Linked DNA regions of Mus musculus: region 1 is linked to region 2. Evidence: chromatin contacts called from public promoter capture Hi-C data. All regions are on one chromosome and are shown on one strand. The core of a region is the stretch at or near the end of the contact, and the rest is flanking DNA. Distances in the headings are between cores, read along the strand shown. Region 1 holds the start of Inf2 (inverted formin, FH2 and WH2 domain containing). Region 2 holds the start of Tedc1 (tubulin epsilon and delta complex 1).

Region 1 (7,396 bases), core at 814-3,313, 570 kb before region 2:
AGACTCACAGAGAGAAAGAGACAGAGAGGCAGACAGAGACAGAGAGACAGACATAGACACAGAGACACAGAGACACAGAGAGTCAGAGACAAAGACACAAAAACAGACACAGAGACACAGAGAAAGACAAAGACAAGCAGACAGAGACACAGAGAGAGACAGAGATAGAAAAAGACAGAGAGGCAGACAGAGAGAAACATAGAGACATAGAGAGACAGAGACACAGAGAGAGACACACAGAGAGAAAGAGACAGAGAGGCAGACAGAGACGAGAGACAGAGACAGACACAAAGACATAGAGAGAGAGAGAGAGAGAGACAGACACAGAGATATAGAGGGACAGACACAGAGACAGTGAACCAACAGAGACAAAGAGACACAGAGACACACAGAGAGAGACAGAGAAAGAGAGAGAGAGAAACACTATGGTAGCACAATCCTGCAATCCTATTACTTTCCAAGGGCTGCGACAGGAGAATCGATATTTCTAAGCTATGTAGTGCAACAACTCACAAAACAATCAAAAAAGGAAATGGGAAAGGCCCGAGAACAGCCACCGCACTCAGGCAGGTGACGCTCCTGAAGCAGAAACGTCACTTCTGTGGCCACAGAGAGCCCAAGCTGAGGTTCAAGGGAAACTCCCACTCCTGCAGCATCCAGAGCCACAAACTGCCAGATCTCTGAACCCTGACCCCAGCTACCAACTAGCTACTCTGCCCGCTTCATCCTGCTCTGGCCTCTCATGGCTTGGCCTGACCCTGAGGAACAGCTCCAACAGGGCCGCACCTCCCTCAGGGCCACTGCAGAAGAACCTGGAAAGATGACACAGTTCCCAAACACAGCCACTGCGGTCTCATGGGGGGATGAGGGAATGAGGGATGGTGACAGGCTGAGGCCAACAGTCCTCCAGGCTGGGGCCATAGTCACATTCCTCCTTTTGGGTAAATAAACACACCCTCTGACCAAAGGCCCAGGACAGAGTGAGTAAACCTTGCTGACCCCTTCCCAGAAGGAGCCACCAGACCTAGGTGATGTTGGGTAACCAGAATTGCAGCCCAGACAGAAGGTCTCTGTGCTGAGCGTTAGTGGGGCTGAGTGGCTCATTTGGTGGCTGCAGGGACTGTGCATTCTAAGAACAGCTGAGTCCCACTACAGGAACGGCCAAGACTTACATCCCAGGCTGGGCAGTGTCCAAGAGCCAGTCAGCACCTGCCTTGGCGGTGCACACCAAGCACTTTGGGGCCATCCCAACACTGGCTAGCTATCAAAGGTTGCTTTTGGCCCTGCGCTTGAGATGATAGGGCCGAGCAGGGGGCACAGAATACTGAGATGGACATTTACAGGCAGCCAAGGCTGTGCTTAATCCCATGTGGCAGAAGAGCACATAAACCCCCAAGCATGATGCTGTGTCCAGGATAGAATGGCTACAGGAGATCCAGAGCCCTTCACTCTGCCCACCCGCCACATGCCCTCCACCCAGCTTGGAAGATTCAAGGCTCAAGTAAGTGGAGACCCTTTATTCACGTTCATAAACCTTTTAAAGGTACAACTTCAAGCTGGAGAAACTGAGGGCGCACAGCCCAGGCTAGGGCCAGGGAGAGCACTTCAGCAGGTCCTCAGGACAGAGCTAGAAACTGGAAATAGCTACCTCCAGTGAAAAAAGGATGAAGGTAGGGACATCGGAGGACTCTCAAGATCAGCAGCCTACAGCAGGGCTCCCGTGTGGGAGGCAGAGCTGGACCAGAGGTGGTGGAGAACCTGACCAACTCGTGAGTCCACCAGATGGCCAGCGTAGGGGAGAGATAAGGAACGTGCTAGGGAGCCTGGGCGGGAACTGACAGTGAGGTCGGAGGCAAAAGGGCCATTCCCAGCAGGTCTCTAGAGAGTCCCGGAATGTCCCATTCCTTTTCATCTCTCCGCCCCCGCAGAGATGCCAGACCCGGGTGGGCAGGGCTTCCTTGGAGACCCCACCCCGCCCCGCCCCGGGCAGCACCGCCCCCCACGTGGCCGCCGCCGGGTGGGGCCGCACCTCCCCTTCCTCCCTCCAGCCCCGCCCGGCCCGCGAGCGCGGTTAGACTGTGCGGAAAGCAGCCGCGAGGCCGCCGCCCGCAGCCCCAGACGCTCCGGCGCCGGGACACAGCACTCTGCACCATCTCTCGGCTGTACCCCCACCCGGTAAGTCCGCGGCTTCGGGCTAGCCTGGAACGCAGAGGGAAACCGAGTCTGGGGGCAGTGAGGGAAATGGTTGGGGTTGAGGAGCGGACTGCCGCGTGTGCACCAAGGTGGCCAAGAACCTGGTCCCGCGCTCTTGGCCCTCGACTACGGGCTGATATGGAGATGATGCTCACTGCTCATAGGGTGTTTGCTCCGGGTCGGACTGGAGGAGTTCCCCCACCTTGCGGCTACCACATCCTGACCATGAATCAGCCACAGTTGAGAAAATAAACTTCAACTGGAGGTCCGCCTCCGGGATAGCACAGGGCGAGCTTGCGGCCCCGCCCTGACAGCTAGCTTCTAAAGATGCCCGCCGCCGGTGGGCTAAGGCAGACCTGAGAGAGTGACACAGCTCTGTTTCTTGTGGCTACCCCTGTCTACCCTCCTCCTGGGCAAGGACGCTGGGAATGAAGGTGATCTTAGCAGAAAGCCCAACTATGCTTTGGTGGACTCCCTAGAGGACTATGGGATGGAGAGCCGTCTATGGGCCCGTGTGTCCCGTCTTCTAACCGCTCAGTGCCCGGTGGCACACGGTGACAGGTTGGACACACCAGGAGTCAGCGGCAAAAATGACCCTGCTCCTTCCTGCCTTGGGCTCCAGGTCAGTGCACCCACTCTAAAGCTTGCACGCCCGGGTCGAAGCCAGAGTTGGGAAGTCCCTCCTTACCCGTCCTCTCTGGGCCTCAATTCCTTCTCTAAACTTGAAGGGTGAGGAGAGTGTCTCAGACTGTATCCCTTCAGGGTGTCACCCAGGGCAGGGGGCATTTGGGAAGCAGACACTGTAACCCCTAGAGCAAAAAAAAAAAAAAAAAAAAAAAAAAGGTGTTTGTTCCAAGGCTGGAGACTAAGGCTTCTCCCTGTCCCAACCCATTGGTTGGGGAGCAGCTGTGCAAGTTGACCTAGCTGGGGGTCCCCCTAGGACCAGGTAGGAGTTGCCCTGCCTGGCTCTGCCTTCCTACCTTTTCCTGGCGGTCTCTAAGCTTCCCTCCCTGGTACCCAAGCAGGCTGTTGGCAAGGGTTCTGCTCCTGAGGGGTTAACCTCCAGCTGAGGCCCCTCATTTTGTGGGGGTGCTGATGGCTGTCTAGCTAATTGCACCCATCTCGCTGTGCTGAGACCTGAAAGCACCTACCTTAAATAGACTCGTTCACCTTCTACCAAAGTGCACTTGTTACAGGGGAAAGTTTTCAGGCTTATGAAAGCTGTTGGAGGAGGCAGGAGAATTGCAGGATGGTGGGTGATGGGGACACCTGTGGGTGCAGGCAGGCTGCTGCTGGGCCATTCTGGGCAGGAATGGTGGCGGTCTCCGGAGTAGGCTGAGTCCTTGGGCTCTGTGAGGGTCCTCACGGTCTGAAGGATGGGGCCTAATATTGTACTGCCTGACCCTGCACACAGCAGGTGTTTAATAGGTGCATAGTTCCTTGGCCAGTGGGCATTGTGGTTAGAGAGGGTATACCTCTCTCTTTTTAGAGTGAGCTTCAGAGTTAGTCTCTCGGGGCTACCATAAGGGGAACCATAAGGGGAACGGGCCTAGGAACATCTGATGTAGAAAGGGACGATGGACCCCCCCCTGTCACTGGAGGTGTGAGAATGGGGCCCTAATATGTGGCCTTCACCCTGGTTAGCCTGACCTAAGTGAGGAAGGTCTTGTGAGAATGTTCAGACAGCCTGGGCCTTGAACCAAAGTAGGATCTGTTTAGAGCTACCCCTGCTCAGCACCCAGTACATGGATCTGTTCACAGCTACCACTACCCAGCACCCAGTACATGGATCTATTCACAGCTGCCCCTACCCAGCACCCAGCACCCAGTACATGGATCTATTCACAGCTGCCCCTACCCAGCACATGGATCCATTCACAGCTACCAGGGCACATAGCACATGTCAACACCAGCTGTACAGGAACTGGGTAGGGGAACGTGCCGGCTGAGCCTGTGTTCCCTGTGCCCCTGTCCTAAAGTGTGATTACATAAGGAACAGGACTGGAGCTAATTAGTGCCAGTCCTTTGCTGGGGCTACCTCTGTCATCCCTCGAGCACTGTCCCCAATCCCTATTCCCCTCACCTCCCACAGTCTGTGAGCAGGTCTGCGTGCTGAGAGGAGACAAGCCAAGGGCTGACGGGACCCATCTGGCCCTTTGGCTCTCACTTTGTCTGGAGAGTATGTGAGCTACTGTCTGTTCCGACAGGAGGCACTTACAGTGCCTGGTGCTGTAGACATCAGGTCCTGTCCCCACATCACCCCCTGCCAGGAGGTCGTATCCAGTCATATGCCACACAAAGCCCTCTTACCCCCGTATTCCCTATTATGGAGGTGTGAGGATGAGGCCCTAATATGTGGCCTTTGTCCTGGTAGCCTGACCTAAATGAGCAAGTGTTCGCCACATGACAAGGTCTCAGGACTGGACACTGCAGTTCAGAGAGTAGAAGGCTTTGTCCAGGTCAGGTAGCCTCTGCTGAGTGTCTAGACGGGGTGTGTGAAAAGCAAGCTCACCCTCCAGTCTCCCTCTCCTCCAGTGACTATAACAGGACCTGCTGCCTTGAACACCTAGTGCCCGGTTCATCAGGTATTGGTAGATGGAGTCGGGTGTGGCTGAGGGGGATGTCACAGTTAGTGTTGCTATTGCTGTGATAAAACACCATGACCCAAACCGACAGAAACATAAGACAACCTGAGGAGGAAAGGGCTTACTTCATCTTACAGCTCCCAGGCCACAGTCCATCACTGAGAGAAGACAGGGCAGGAACCCGAGGCAGGAACTGAAGCAGAAGCCAGGAGGAGGACTGCTTACTGGCTTGCTTCTCAAGGCCTGTTAACCCTGCTCTCTTAGGGTATTTCCAGGACCACCTGCCCGGGGAAGCACCACCTTCCATGGGCCAAGCCTACCCACATCCATCACTAGTCAAGAAAATGCACTGTAGACTTTCCCAGAGGCAATGTGACAGAGGCCTTTTCTCAGCTGAGGATCCCCTTGCCAGATGACTCTAGCTTGTGTCAAGTTGACTAAAGGGTGTGCACCTCAGGCCAGGACTCTTCACCACTGTGTGAGGACAGGACGGCCAAGGCTGCTTTCCTGTCCCACCCTCTCGATGGCTTTCCTTTCTGTAGGAAGCAGACAGGACAGAAAAGGGGATGGGACAGTCTAGAAAGCCTCTGTAAGTCTCCTGCCCCTGGCTAATTCCTGTGGCATGTGGACTCCTGGGAAGGCAAATGGGCTTGAGGAGGGCAGCCTAGACCCCAAGAGAAGCCTGGCAAAGTCATAGTACCTGGGCAGCAGCCCCTTCCTGGGCTGTCATAGCATCCCATATGTTTGCAGAGCTGGACTTGCTCAGAGCATCCCAGATCTACGCGTACTGCGTTGCCATGGGCTCTGCCCCACCAGCAGCTTGTATGGCCTGCACTGACAGAGTTCCTGCTGACTAGAGCCTGGGTGTAAGGCTCTTAGTGGATGGGAGGCACCAACATCAAAGCCAAGCACTGAAGCCAACCCAAGACCCAGTGGGGTCAGGAGGGTCACACATATCTGCTTAGCACACCTGACCCAGGACCCACCACCTCCAACCAGCCAGCACCAGCTCCCAATCCCAGCATGGTCCTCCCCAGCACTGAGTAGGAAGTTGGCCCTTGCTAGAGGTAGGTCCAGAAAGCCACCTGGACCCCTCCAAGTTTTGTAAGGCAAACTGGTATCTCTGTGGTTCAGTCTCCCTGCCTGCCCGGTCCAGGGCCTCTGAATCCCCGGGCTGTGGTCTTCCTGTGTCCTCGCTTCTGCTCCAGGCACAGCTCTACTGCCGCCTGGATCCACGGCAGGGAGATAGACAGCTGCTCCCACCTGGCCTAGGCTGGGAGAAAGGTGCTGCCTGCCCCCTGCCTCTCTCTGTTCCACTTCATATATAGACACGAGTGGCCTGAGGACAAGACATCTTTCAGGGACACCCACACAGAGGGCCCAGGCTGTGGAGGTAGAGACAGGAGTAGGGGCCAAACCTTTGGCGTGTTACAGAGCTCTGCAGCAGGTTGCAGGGAGATGGGCCATCTCTAAGAGGGATAGGAGATGGGAGGTCGCCTCTGAGACAGAAGGGTAAGCAGTATGTATGTGGTGCTTTCGGGCCTGATGGTTGTTGTGCGGACAGTGCTGGGTCAGCCAATCCATGCTGAGTGTCTAGGGCTCCTTGGTGAACATTCTGGCTAGGGAAACCCAAGTCCGACGTGGGCTGGCTCTTGCAGGAGCCTCGGTGTCCTCATTTCCAGGCCAGGACTGTGAACAAAATACGTACCCAGGCTGAGGATCTTGCTCACCCGGTTGGGCCTGCCAGGCTCCCTGGGACCAGGTGGCTGAGGAATGCTGAGCGGGGCCAGGGAGAAGATACAGGGCACACACAGCCCACCCTGTGCGGCAGGTGCAGTTAAAGTGACACTCTTTCCTGACGGCCAAGATGCTGGCAGTAACACGCTTGCCGTCCAGCGTATGAGGACAGAAACAGGAAATCTGCTGGGTTGTCTAAGGAACCAGCGGGTCAGAGTTGAAGCCCTCTCACATGGAACCGGCCTTGTCTTCTCTATGAGTGCTGGCTGCTGCCCCTGGCTGTGCTAGGGGATATGAGTGCTGTCCCTCCCCCACTCTCTGTGTCTTTGTTCTCTTTGCCCCCGGGGAGGGGAAGCTTGCAGCTGGACACTGGCAGAGGGTGGGGACCTGATCTGGCATGTGGATGGACAGGACAGCTTTCCCAAGCCGGGCACAGACGGGGGTGAGGCCGGACTCTGAGGCGGGACTAGCATACAACACTTGTCACCTGCACCCTGAGGGACGACAGTTCTTCCCAGACTTGGAGAGGCCTGGCCAAAACCAACTGGGGATCAGAGGGCACAATGGAGCCTGGTAGGGGAGGGATTGTCTAAGAATGACTGGTTTTGGAGAGAGAACCCAAGCAGGTGAATTCTAGGATGACCCCCGTGGGCACGAACCCTTGAGTGCAGCCCTGCAGATGCAAGGAAGTTGAGGTGAAGAGCTGGGATCTGTAGCCCACAGCCGTCACCCTGCCTTCCTCCCTGAGGAGCCTGGCAAACCCAGAACCCCATATCTGCTATCCTTCCACGGAAGGGGCTCAGCCACAGGGGAACTCCCCAGCCCATGTGCTCAGAAAGCGCCCTCACAGATGGGTCGCTTCACGTCAGAGGGGGCCAGGC
Region 2 (7,197 bases), core at 1,430-3,929:
CTTTGCGCTCACATTTGTCTCTCTTTCTTACAGGTTGTGGAAACTCTCCCTGCCCGCCCAGGCACATGCCAGGCCTTACCCCCGGACAGCAGGGCTCTCGGGAACCCTCAGTGCCTTTAATAAACCTGATCTTTGGAAGTCCTGTGTTTTTGTCTGCTGATGTGTGATAGAGGGGTGTACAGTGAGAGCCTCAACCCCAGGCCTGATGCAGGGCACTGCTTTTCCTGCTGCTGCAGGCAGTGGTGCCCACTACCCTTTGAGGGGTGCAGTTTCAGGCCTACATCCAACTTCAGGATCCGTAAAGTTCCTGTCGCCTGGTTCTGTAGTGGTTCTGGCCTGGGGTGAGGTCCTGGCTGTCGGGGTCAGCAGGAACATGGCGTAGGTGGGGCTGGCCGCAGTTCAGAGGGTGAATCAGTGGGAGCTGCTTTGGTTCCCTTTTTGAGCTGTTTCGGGAGGGAGTTGTGTGGATTCCTGATCTATTCCATTTTCACTTCCTGCAACCCCACCCTGTCCCCAGAAGTGCACCCTTGTGGGTGAGCTCTGTAGCTGCTCAGCGTGGTCCCAGACACCTTTTCCCTGAACAGGAGTGCCCTGGGTGACCCAGTGCTCTAATGGGATTTGAGGGTGACAGTGGAAAGGGCTTTCTGGAAACCCTTGTAGAGCCAGGCAGCTCTCAGCTTTGCCTTCCCTATGCTACTGGCCATTCAAAACCCTTTGGACTTAACAAGGTCACAAAGGTCTCAGCAGTGTCCTGGTCTAGCCTGGGTTCATCTTTGGCACCTACACTGCAGGAACAAGCTGGATAGTCCAGTAAGTGGTCTGCAGTGTAGTGTAGTATAGTGTAGTGTGTATTGTTGGGTGATTCTGGAATTTCAATAGGTGGAGGCCATAGTGTTTGAGGTGACCACAGTATGGAGTAGAAGAAGCCCACCTTCGGTATTAGTTTCCTACTAGGAGGGGTGAGGGTATCTTTGGTGTCCAACCAGACCTGCAGAGGACCTGGAAGAGATGTATGGGTGAAGGGCAGAAACTCACTTTCCCCTGTTGTCTTCCACCCTTAAGGCCCCTGTCTTCCTCATACTTCCAGCCCCTCGAGCCCAGATCCACGTCTCTCAACTGGAGTAGACTTGGGCCTCCAGCAACCTGAGAGGCCTGTAGGAATGAGCAGGTCAGGTGAGGGAAGTGTATAGTATTGCAAAGAAGCCTAAGCGGCAGAGAGTTCCATAAGGGTGTATCAGGAGTTCCTTGGCACAGTAGACAAGAACTCAAGTCTTTGTGCTTTTCAGGGCGCTTCGTGTTTAAGGTGTGCAGTATAGCATGGCTCTGAAGCGAGGGCAGGAAGAGCAGGTAGAAACTAGCTGGGCGAGGCCATTTGCTGTGTGGCAAGGGGCCAGGAAGGAGGAGACCCTGAGGCAGAATAGCTGAAGGTATCCAGATGAGCAGAGGAAGGTCTGCAGCAAAACACAGGGAGGGTCAAGGTAAAGGTGAGCCCGCAGTCTCCGCACTTCCGGAGGGCGTGGCCATCCTGTAGACCGCCGTTAAACTGGCAGGTGCCAAGGGACAGCTCTGCCCCTCCCTCTCACCTCACTTTCCTTTTCCGCACCGCACCCTCTCCCTCTCCACCTGCCTCTTCTTTCCTAGCTTTGAGATGCAGAGTACACGCAGTACTGTCTGTCCGCTGCTCCAACTATTTTTGGTGGCGACATCGAGGGCACAAAGCTTAGTTTGTGTCCGCTCGAGCGTTCAGGTCTCGCCCCAGCAATTCTTCCTGCCACTCGTCGCCTACAGGCTTGTCTCTGGATCACCGTTGGCAGCGTCCGGCCTTTGTCCGGCCCTCCTCCACACGCACTGGCGCACATAATGTGATCTTTCGCATCCGGCTTCCCACAGAGGCTGCTCTGGCTTCACCTAGGTTGTAGCCACGTAGTAGGCTCATGCCGGTTGCGGAGGATAGTTGCCGACTGCATGTCTTTCCCCGTGCATCAGGTTGCACTCTGGGTTCATTCTGCCATTGTCATGTAGCTACTGTGAATCCTTGCGGGATTCTCAAAGCTTACCAAGATTGCTCCTGAAGGGCTGAGTGCAAAACTAAGTTCAACCTTAAAAGAGAGGGCCGCACCCTTTTATGAAGTGGAGAATTTTCCTTAAAAACTGCTCTTCTAGTGGCTGGAGGAAGAATGAATATGGGGACAAGGAAGTCTGGGGCTGGCTGTACATGAGAGGGAGGATGGCTTTCCGAAGAGACTTCTGGCGACGTGGCCCCCGGAACTCCCCACCCACTTCGCAGGGCTCAGCTGCTTCTCGCGGAGGCCTGGCGACCCCTGGCGGCGGGTTCCTTCCAGGGCGGCTTCGCAGAGACACTCCCTTCGTGGCTGGGTGGAGCCACATTGCTCCTTCCTCCGCTCCTCCAGGGAACACCTCGGGCGCATGCGCGCCCTCCAGCCTCGCGCTTCCCTAGCCCGGGGTTGCTAAGGCGGTTGATAAGTCGAGGTGCTGATTGGTGAGTTCCAACGGAGTTGGCACCTCCAATCCCCGCCCCCGACCCCGGAAGTGCCTGCCTACGGGATAGACTGGTAGGCACTCAAACGCCAGAGTCATCGTTCATTGGGCCTGAGGGGAGAAGGCGGGCCTCATCCGGAACTGTGATTGGTCGGGGTCCCGAGCGGGCAATCCGAGGCTGTCTAGTGCTGGCTGTATGCGGCGGCGGCGGAGCCGGGTGGAAGGGGCTGCCCGGGCCCTGCCTGAGGCTGTCGCCGCGCTGAGTCGGTGCCTGCCTGCTGGGCCCAGCCCAGAAATCTTCCGCCGCGCCAAGTTCGATCGACCTGAGGCGGTGAGGCTATTCGAGTAGGCGGTCGGGGTCGGGGCAGGCGTTGCCTGGGCTGATGTAGGTGACACCTGATACCCGCTGACTACAAACTCCTCGTTTGCTTCAGGCTCCAGTGCTCTGGCAGCTTCTCTTGCGCGTGCTCTCACCGCTTGCTGCAAACAATACCTGGACCGACCTTGCCCCAGGTAAGCCCCGCCCTCTCAGAAAGCCGCTCCCCAAGGCTATTGTAGTTTTGTCTTAACCCACCAAGTCCCGCCCCATCAAAGCTCCTCTGTTGTTTCCTCCCTTCCTGCAGGCACCTGCTCCTCTCGCTGTTGCGCCCACTTCCATTAGTATAAGTTCCCACTAGCCTTTACCACGCTTACCTGGGTAGTAGTGGCTTTATCACTCCAGTGAAACGCTGAGACTGGCCAACCACTCACAGAAATCCTGCCCGTTGGTTATCACTTTGCCTCCTCATAGACTCTCAGATCTCGCCTCCTTAGTCCACGCTTAGCAGGTTCTAAGCTTAGGGGGTGCTCTCAGGTCCCCAGAGGGATCCAGGTGAAATCTCCAGGTTAGCACCCCCTGATCTGATCATTTCCCACTCCAGAGGCCCAAGCCTGTGTGGTGAAATCAGCACTGGGCTCCCAAGGCTACCCCAGGTCTGTGCTGCTACAATTTCCAGACGGCAGTTCTCAGGGAAGCCGGGAACTGCTGTTGGCCCTGTCTTGGCTCCTCGCCCGAGGACCCTTGCTTGAGCAGCTGCTTGCCCAGACCCGTGTGCAGCTGGGTGACCAGTTGCCCCAGTGGGAGGTGAGTATGTAATTGAGGGTGTCAGAGCCCTGCTTTGCCCAGAACCCGTGGATTTCTCCGGGCTTCCAGCTCATGTGGTATTTGCCCTTGGTGTGGTTCTCATCCAGCTTTGAAGCTGAGGATGTACGTCAGTAGTACAGCTTCCCTGTCCTGGTCCTTCCTCGAGATATGGGATGTATAGCAGGGCTGACTCTTGTTCCCTCTCTACTGTGAGGCCCCAACCAGTCCTGGTCCTCCTGCACCCTTTGTGGAACCAAAGAGCCCCGTGGATCTCCGACTAGTGGAATGGCTGATGGGAAGGCTGCGGTTTAGGTGGCGATGCCTGATCTCTAGTCAGCAGGAGCAGTGTATCCTCCTCAGCAAGGTAATACAGGCACATGGCTCTTCACCCTGTGCCCAGGCTGCCTTTCCCTGGGGTCCATCTCTGTCACCACTATTGGACCACTGGACTGCTGGGCTTATCCCAACTCTGACCTTTACAAGCAGGGACGGACCGTGCTTTACCTGTGTCCTGGTGAGCAAGGTGTGGAAGCCCTCGGTGAAGTTGTCTGGTGCCCTTCTGCAGCCTCTGCCCCCAGTATTACTGGGGTATCCTGAGCCCAGCTCTGTCCTTTCTGGTTATAAGTGGTCTCTAAAGGTGCCCATATTCGGCTGAAAGATCTTGCTGGGAGCTACTCCCCAGCCTGGCTATTTTACCTATTACAGATCCACCTGTACACGCAGGGATGCCACAGCCAACAGAGCCTTGGCCATCTTTCTGTTGCCGAAACAGAGATGCTTAGAGATCCAGAGAGCGGTCAGCAGGTGAGGATTGGCAGGGTGCTGCAGTGGGCGCTGCCTCATGGCAGGGTGTTTGGTCTGTTGGGGAAATACCCGGCTGGTGTTAGGCTTTGACAGCCAATCACTGTCGTTTGTTACTGTGGGTGGCTAGTGTCACAGTTGGGGTTCCGGAAGGGGACCACTGGAATGGGAAAACACTGCTGTCAGGTCTGAGATGAACCTCTAGTTCTACCTGACGTATCTGGAGGTAGGAAAGCCTGAGTGTGAGCAGGCCGGCTGTCCTTCAGAGCCTGGGGCTAGACTCACAGGAATCAGCGTGGGGAGGTTAACAGGAAGGCCAGGGTACTGGCCTGGATGTTTGTAGGCCTTAATCCTCCTTCGTTGCCCAGGAGCCATTTACTTCTTTCCAAGCATGGCTTTTCTAGGCAGTGGGCTCCTGAGCTTCCTGATAGACTTGAATCTTAAGAGAGCCGGGCTGGAGAGATGGCTCAGCTGTTAAAGAGTGCTGGCTGCTCTTTCAGAGGTCCTGAGTTCAATTCCCAGCAACCACATGGTGGCTCACAACCATATGCAATGGATCCAATGCCCTCTTCTGGTATGTCAGAAGACAGCTACAGTGTACTCAGATAAATAAGAATAAACAAATCTGCCAGGAGTGGTGGCGCATGCCTTTAATCCCAGCACTCAGGAGGTAGAGGCAGGCGGATTTCTGAGTTCGAGGCCAGCCTGGTCTACGGAGTGAGTTCCAGGACAGCCAGGCTATACAGAGAAACCCTGTCTCGAAAAACAAAACAAAACAAAACAAAACAAAAAACAAACAAACAAAAAAGAATAAACAAATCTTTATAAAGAGGGAGAGTGAGAGAGCGAGCAGAGCCCTGCAGAACAGTAGGCTATGAGACCCCGGGGATGACGAGGCCCAAGGAAGGTGTCAGTATTGGCCCCATCCCAGCTTCTCCCCAGGATATTTGGTCCCCACCCCACCCCACCCCTGCTCCCCTTGTGCTGTCCTTCCATCCTTCCTTGCCTTTCTAGGGTCCTACCCATCTATATCACTGGTGTCTTCCTTTTGCTCAGCTTATCTCCGAGGTTTATAGGACAGGTTCAGGACTGGGCATCACTTCGGGGCTGGATTTAAACCAGCCCGAGTGGTTGGCTGCCTCTGCCGGCCTTAGGCTTGTATTCTTACGCACCTGAACTGGGGCTCAGATGCTGCCTTCTTCCAGGCACAACTCCCTTGTTTGCCTCTTCCCTCTCCAGTCCAGACTCTACCCTCTCAAAGGCCCGTCCGTCCTATGGCTGGGTGGGTGAAAGCAGAGGCTCATGGGGTGAGGGGCGGATGGCTAGATTCCTGGTTCCCACTCTTCCTGTCATCTTCTGGGGCTCTTGCTACAAGGCTGGTTGGCAGATTCCGGATCTGGGCTTCCTTCTGTGCTCTGGTGATTTGTATGCTCTGAAGCAAAGGTGCTTCCTGGGTCAGGTACCTGGCCGTTGGTGTCAGCTGGATCTGTATCCCTAGATAAATCCCAGGCTGGGTCCAGCCTTGTAGGGCCAGCGCTTGACCTTGAAGTGCTGAGATAGACTTAAGGGTCCTTATGCACACCCCTGCCTCTGACCCCCTTTTGAATGTGACTCGACTGCTGGACTTTGGGTTATAGCAGAGGCCTCCCATGCTTGGTCAAGCACTGCCTGGGACTTTCCCACAGAACCACTCCAGGGGCAGGGTGCGGGGAGGCCGCTGGTTACGGCACCACTTGTCTCAGAAGCTGTCCTGTGCTGAGACGGAGGACTGTGGACAGCTAAGTGGACCAAGGCCTCAGGTCAGCTTCTTTTCCTGTATTTGGAGAGGAGCTGGCTAAAACCTGCATCTGGCCCACCCGCAGACAGGTCCCAGAAGTTTCTGGAATGGTGTGTGCCTGGTGTGTGAGCAGCCAGGCCTGTTGTTGCATTGGTAGTCAGTTTCCTGGATCACAGTGGAGCCCACAGCCTTCTGTTTGCACCTCTGTGTCCTTGCTCCTACTGGGAGGAGGTTCAGGGAGATTGCCTCAGGAGACTGCAGAATTGAGGGTGGAGCCATGGCAAAGCGAAGGGGTTTATTTGCTCGTCTATCACACCCATACCCCACGGTCTGGGGGCACTGTGCCCCTGGGGACTATTCTTGGGGTCTGTATTATCTGCCCTTCTGATGGTGTGTCTAGGTGCCTTGTATCTGTGGGTAGGGTCTTTGCTCTTTGGTACTGGGTGGTACACCTGTGGACCACACTCTGTGCTCCACTCACCCTGATCTGGCTGGCTGCTTACATCTCTCACCACTCTCCCATCTCTGCGCATGGCTAAGTGGTGGCTCTGATCTCCTGTCTCTTGTGTTTGCCCCAATGGACTGGCCTTGGCTAGCATTCAGGGTCTCTCTCCAGTTTCTCAGGCCATGGGAAACTTCTCTGCAGAGCCTGGTTTGGGGGTCTGAGGTGCAGAGGGCTTGGCACGTATTGTCATCTGCAAGGGTCCTCTCCCTGGGTCCCTCGTGCAGGTGTTAAATGTGGGAGCACTTACATTTTGTGTAGGTTGTGCCTGTGACTAGGCCTGGCACCTATGGGCATCCCTGGCATCCACCCTCAGTTTACAGATTGCTGAGCATTCTGTCTTCCAGAAGGGTCAGCTGTGTTGGATCATCGACATTCGGAAGGGATTCCCTAAGTCGGGGGGGGGGGGGTTACCAGCCAGAGGACCAAGGGTGGGAGATAAAGAGCTAGCAGCTTCTGGCTCTAGCTAAGCAGGGAGTGTACCCCAAGAGGAAG

The links. Promoter capture Hi-C pulls out the DNA fragments that hold promoters and counts their contacts.
Region 1: a promoter capture Hi-C map of pre-B cells shows a contact between it and region 2, with 2.6 times the contacts expected there. The contact joins the promoter of Inf2 here to the promoter of Tedc1 in region 2. A contact is called at or near these places in 2 of 39 promoter capture datasets (liver and pre-B cells), 3 of 484 Hi-C or Micro-C datasets (the G1E-ER4 cell line, the HL-1 cell line and myocytes), 1 of 115 datasets of contacts at active chromatin or transcription factors (thymic regulatory T cells) and 1 of 9 other capture datasets (adipose tissue).

The regions. Positions count from the first base shown.
Region 1 is chr12:112,586,721-112,594,116 of GRCm38.p6, forward strand. It overlaps Inf2 (inverted formin, FH2 and WH2 domain containing), which reads left to right and starts at 2,064. Exons shown (of 23, transcript NM_198411.2): 1 at 2,064-2,175. Gm30048 (a long non-coding RNA gene) reads right to left here. Exons shown (of 3, transcript XR_003950267.1): 3 at 6,116-6,467.
Region 2 is chr12:113,153,742-113,160,938 of GRCm38.p6, forward strand. It overlaps Tedc1 (tubulin epsilon and delta complex 1), which reads left to right and starts at 2,680. Exons shown (of 8, transcript NM_134041.3): 1 at 2,680-2,830; 2 at 2,934-3,012; 3 at 3,420-3,622; 4 at 3,837-3,986; 5 at 4,328-4,426. The coding sequence starts at 2,696. It overlaps Crip1 (cysteine-rich protein 1 (intestinal)), which reads left to right. Exons shown (of 5, transcript NM_007763.3): 5 at 34-138.